2 separate regions of the Mus musculus genome follow, and region 1 is linked to region 2. Evidence: chromatin contacts called from public Hi-C data. All regions are on one chromosome and are shown on one strand. The core of a region is the stretch at or near the end of the contact, and the rest is flanking DNA. Distances in the headings are between cores, read along the strand shown. Region 1 has its middle 18 kb from the start of Gm31318. Region 2 overlaps Sdk2 (sidekick cell adhesion molecule 2).

The links. Hi-C and Micro-C count contacts between places; a contact is called where the count stands out from the background.
Region 1: a contact with region 2 is called in a Hi-C map of forebrain, with 2.2 times the contacts expected there. The contact joins two enhancer-like sites. A contact is called at or near these places in 3 of 484 Hi-C or Micro-C datasets (cerebral cortex, cortical neurons and forebrain) and 1 of 9 other capture datasets (embryonic stem cells).

Annotation. Positions count from the first base shown.
Region 1 is chr11:114,284,074-114,286,773 of GRCm38.p6, reverse strand. No RefSeq gene overlaps it. Among named protein-coding and RNA genes, the nearest start is that of Gm31318, 18 kb to the left of the region's middle. Within about 2 kb of position 1,318, at least 17 of the 459 cell types and tissues checked have an H3K27ac peak or open chromatin away from gene starts, as enhancers often do. A contact at or near this core is called in cerebral cortex and forebrain, where this site is marked.
Region 2 is chr11:113,926,606-113,929,305 of GRCm38.p6, reverse strand. The region is part of intron 2 of Sdk2 (sidekick cell adhesion molecule 2); the gene reads left to right. Among named protein-coding and RNA genes, the nearest start is that of Gm51929, 110 kb to the left of the region's middle. Within about 2 kb of position 1,450, at least 53 of the 459 cell types and tissues checked have an H3K27ac peak or open chromatin away from gene starts, as enhancers often do. A contact at or near this core is called in cerebral cortex and forebrain, where this site is marked.

The DNA of each region.
Region 1 (2,700 bases), core at 69-2,568, 360 kb before region 2:
ACCAGCTCTCTACCCACTGAGCCATGCGCCCCAGCTTGCAGGTCAGCATTCTTGAGTAACCAAAGAGAGAATGCTGGGATACAGTTACTAGGCACAGGGGATGGCCAGCTTTGGGGGTCCTGCTCACACCCCCAGCCTCACTGCCCTCCAGCAGGGAATCCCATAACCATCTCATCCCCACATCTGTGAGTCCTGAGATCTCCCATAGGAAAGCTCATATCCAGTTCTACATTCAGGGCAGTGCTGGGATCTCTGTGTCTAACAAGTCCTAGGTCACACTGATGCCGTGGGTGTGTGGATCACTTTCAAGGAGTTACCAAGGAGACAGAGCAAGGAGCCTAATCCTGAGAGACTGGTCTTTGCAGTGACCTATGGGGTCAAGTCCTCCAATCTTGTTTTGTTTTTGTTTTTGTTTTTGTTTTACCTGCTGTGTGACCTCCAGCACAGTTGTTCTGTTAACCTTGCTGAGACTCAGTTTCTCACTTATCAAATGTCGATAAAAACATAGTCAGGAGATGGCAGAGAAGACCTTAGTTAAACACATTGAGCTCAGTGCCTTGGATGCACTGACCCCACAGGGATGAGAAGACATGGATTCTATCAAGTAACTCACCATGCGGAGACCTTAACCCGACTAAGGGAGCAGATCTGGGATGGCGGGGGGGGGGGGGGGTGGGGTGGGTGCGGTTCTCCAAGAAACTGCCTTAGGAGGCCACCTTGTTCTGGAAGATGATCTCCCAAGGCAGAGAGCATGCCCTCTGTGTAGCTGGACTCTCAGGTCCAGGAGGGACAGAGCCCAATTGCAAATCAGAGGGACATGGAACAGATATGGTCTCTCTATACACATCTGTTGTAGAACAAAGCCAGGTTCAAAGTTAAGGCACCAGAAAGGGCTGGGCATAGAAGGAGAGGGATAGGGGGGTGGGGGGAGATGAAAAGACTCCCCACCTACCCCCAACCTCTACTTATATACAGATTCCCCAGAACTAATAAAAGGCCCAAGCCCATTTAATGGCACTTGACTTGGAGTGTGTGTATGTATACATGGACATATATGCACTTCACGTGTCCCTGAGCAGATTCCATGAGCTAGCCTGGGAAATGGACACGGGTGGGGAAAGGAGCCAGACACGCCCACCTGGAGACAGGTCAGTGGGTTTAACCAGAGCTGTGGCCAGTGATGGCTCTCCGAGGAGCAGGATTTCTCAGCTGGGCTCTGCTGACATTTTGGGAAGACTATTTGTGCTGTGGAGGCTGTCCTGTGTTGTGGAGACGTTTCGAGCCTCCCCAGCCTGTACCCACGGGGTGCCAAGAGAACCCTCCCACCCTCGTCGTGACAATCAGAACATGTCTTCAGACATTGCCAAATGTTCTTTGGGGACAAAGCCACCCTCGGTGACAACCATTCCATAGATCCTGTCTTGGGACCATAATGCAAGACACTGGGTTGGGGCAAGCCTGTGAATGGAGTACCCAGGCCACCAGCCCAGCGTCCTCTCTGCCAGCTGCAGGAGGCTCTGGCTGGTAGCTCTTCCAATGCCTTTTCCAGTGCTTAGTGTTCAGTCTGTTAGATCCTGGCTTCCGGTCCTCTCCAGGCTCCTGCCTAGAGAGGGGAATTAGGTTCCAAATGCAGCAACCCATCCCTCCCCAATCCACTCTCCTCACTCCCAAGCTTCATATCTCTATAAAGGGGGCCCTACTGGAGTTCGGGGGGGGGGAACCATCTTTGGAAAGGGCAGGGCTGGAGTTGGCACCGGGAGTCCTGATGGAGAAGCCAGGGGGTGCGGAGGCTGAGTGGGGGAAGAGAATGTTATCACAGAAACCTGATTTTTCTACACACTCTATCAGCTCCCCATCTGCTCCTTGATTAAACGTATTGCCGCGCTCCCTCCCCACGTGCCCGCTGCCAGGACGTCTCTGGAGCCCTGATTACATCTGTGGAGAGAGCCTCAAACCTCACAGATGAGCGAGCCTATCGATCAGCCTGGCAGCTGACGTGTGTTTCAAAATGTAGAGGCGGATGGGCAGTTTAACTGCCAGGCCGAAGGGTAGAGAGGGCTCTTACCCTTAAAGGAAAGGCCTCCATCTTCCCCGTCACCATCACCGCAGCAACAAGCCCAGGATGGTGCTCAGTCTAATAACCCCATGCAACTCTGAGACTCTGAGACCTTAGGTGACACCCCTCCCTCCCCTCACTCAGTTTCCCTCTCCTTAGCAGGAGGACATGACAGCTGAGTTGGTGGATACAGAGTGAGTGACCTTCAGAGTCAACAGACTATAGCCCTGTCACTGACTCACAACCTGCCAGTCCTGTGTCCTGTGAGCCAGCAGCCTGGGTGTCTCCCTGGAGCTTGTTACACATGCAGGCTCTCAGGCCCAGCCGGGGCCAGGCCTAGGCTGGATGCATCGGGAACTACCCTTTAACAAGCTCCCCCGGTACCTCACGGACACGTTACAGCCAGCGCGCCGAGCACGCCGACAGCTCCGTTCATTTAGCTACTTCAGAGGTGAACATGTAAAAGAAATCTCTCAAAGGGAATAACTCACCACCTTCCCTGGCCTCAGAAAACTTTTCACAGAGATTTTTTTTTCTTCCTGCCCAGGAACTTTAACCCTGAGAAGCAGGCAGCTTTGAAATCCTGGTGGTTTGAGCCTCGAGATGAAAATCCTCATTCCATCAGTCCCTCAACGAGCCTAGGG
Region 2 (2,700 bases), core at 201-2,700:
CTTCTCTCCTCATGTGGCCTCTCCTTTCTGACATGGAGGACTCTGAGTCAGATGGAAAACTCGGGGTCCTCGTTTGAGAGGCATATAGACACTGCAAGTCCATTGAGACCTGTGCCATCACATGTGGGGTGAGGGGGGGCACCATAAAGCCAGCCTAGATTTAGAACAAGATGGGGTCTATGTCCTGGGAAAACTGCAGAAAAATACCAGGCTTGCAGTCTCTGATCTCCGAGCCTTTGCTCAGGCTTGGCCAGTGTCCAGTGGCTTCACAAGCACCTTTTCCAGATGGTGGCTCCCAGCAGGTCCCCTTGGGCCTAATTAACACGGTTCTGGTCTGCTTCATCCAGAAGTTGCTTCTGAAGTCACCTGCAAGGGTGACTTTGGAGAGTCCAGAGAGAATGTTTGGGTACAACATGGCCTGGAGGGGCAGGGCAGAGGGGACAGAGGTAATGGGGCAGGTTCTAGATTCTGGCCTGAGAGAGTCCATTCAGGGGGTCAGGGCACAGCCATCCCAGGCAAGCACCTTGCGTCATGTCTCACGTGCATGAGCTCTACCCACAGGCTGCCTGCAGGCCAGGGTTTACCTGGCTGAATGAGCCTCGAGCCAGCATCAGGACCATAAGGAGGACAAACGGCCTCCTTTCTTCCTGGCAAGGCAGATGAATGAGTGAGGGAGCGTAGAGCCAGTAACAGTGATGCTGAGTCAGACAGCATGTACGAATGCCTTATGGCAGGCCCTGAGCACACTGCCTGTGTTGTCACACTTAATCCCCGTGGTATCGCTTCAGGCAGGAGCTAAGGCATGTTCTGCCACCTGCTCACTGTTAGACCCCGAGGCGTGTTCCTTAACCCCTCCCTCTGTGCCTTGGTTTCTTCATCTTCTCCATCTGCCAAATGGAGACGTAGCTCTGACGTAGGGTAGTTCATAAAGAGGATGAAGAACATTAGGAAAGATTCATTACCATGACCCTGCCTTGGGGAGGGAGCCAGGCACTGTGGATAAAGTTTACAGCTATACTGTAGATCAGTGAGGTAGACAGAGAGCCAGAAATGGCTGATTGAGAAACACGGCCATACCTTGCCACAGGGAGGGTAGGTCATTGCTAACCTTGAGTCTGGTCTGCCTGGGTCAGGAGACTCAGTCTGATTGTACAGCACCTGGGCTGCTGATGGTGGGCAGGGCTCCAGGCAGACCTCTTCCCTGTCTCCCCACACCCGCCTGCCAGGCAAGTTGCAGGGAGTTTCTGGAGCCCCTTAGCTCAACCTCCAGGCTTATCAACATTCATTCATCCCACAGACATCTGGTCTAGGGAAGTCGGAAGCCTGAGGCAGTCTAGGGAGCAGAGTGGGGCTGGGTAGGAAGCTCTGGCCAGCTGGGCAGAGCCAGGCAAGGTTCACTGTCTCACAGCTCACCCATGCCTACCCAGTACCCACCTCAGTGTAGCTACTGCATACTCACCCCTCCACTTGATACTGAGCGGCAGCTGAAGGATCTACTGCAAGGTTATCCCTGCCCACAAGATGCCCAAGTTCTCGTTATCCCTGCCCACAGATGCCCAAGTCATCCCAGGGATCCAGAGATGATAAGGGGAGCAGGGTAGGTAATATTTAACATCATCCCTTCTGTCTCCAGAGACATCCCCTCTGTGATCTTGGTAGCCGGCTGCAAGGATGAATAGACCAGAGATGTACCTGGGGATCAGGACAGCTCTAACCCACGACAGCCACAGAACGGTGTTCATCACATTGTAAGGATGACAGCATCGCTGTGGTTGCTGCCATTGTTACTGTTAATACTCAGAGCCCCACACAGCATCTGGCCATGGAGCGTTCCAGGGAGGGTGGGATGAGTCACTGCGACGATGAGCTACACAGAAAAGCAAATTTCCTGGCTCCTGACTCAGTTTCTGGGACCCAGCTAAGCCGTTGGCAGCCAGTTCTGCTATGATGTAACTTACACGTTCACAAATATCTCCATGCCATGCAAAGTCATGCAAAACTCCGCAAGGCCTGTCGGGGAGGCGGGAGCATGGCACCCAGCATCTCCATTGGTGGCACACACAGAAAAGGAGAGGTCTCGAATACAGATGGCTGCGTGATTTTGCAAGGGTTCACTGGTTAAACTGATTCACTGGTTAAAAGCTGGAATACTGGAGCAGAGTTGATGCTTTGCTGGAAGGGCTAGACGTGGGTTTGGGGAGTGGGCGTTGGAAGGAATGTGGCTGGTGAGCTATTATTCAGGGGTAGCAAAAGAGCCATCTAAAATCAAAAGAGTGTTGTAACTCAAGTGTCAGGGAACTGAGGACCCTAAAGGTTTGAGTATTTGGTGCAGAAGTGGTTCAGATAGCTCCAGATTTCTATACATGCCTGTCATTTCTTGTAGAGAAAACCACACATAGACTTATGTGATATTAAGCCATGTAGTGGCCCTGCCCTATGCTGAGGATCTATAGGCTATAACTGTTGCTCGGGAGAAGAATAGGCATTTACATCAATGAGCTGATAAACAACCCCTCACAAGCATAATGAAAGTCAATTAAGTGAGCATGCATGTGCACACATGTACACGCACACACACACACACAAAAGTATAAAATAAAATCTTAAGTTATCAAAAAATTCATAAAAAGTATTGCATAGATGAAAATGTCATAATGCATACTAATTTTATATCTGTTGCTATGACAAAATACCCTGGAA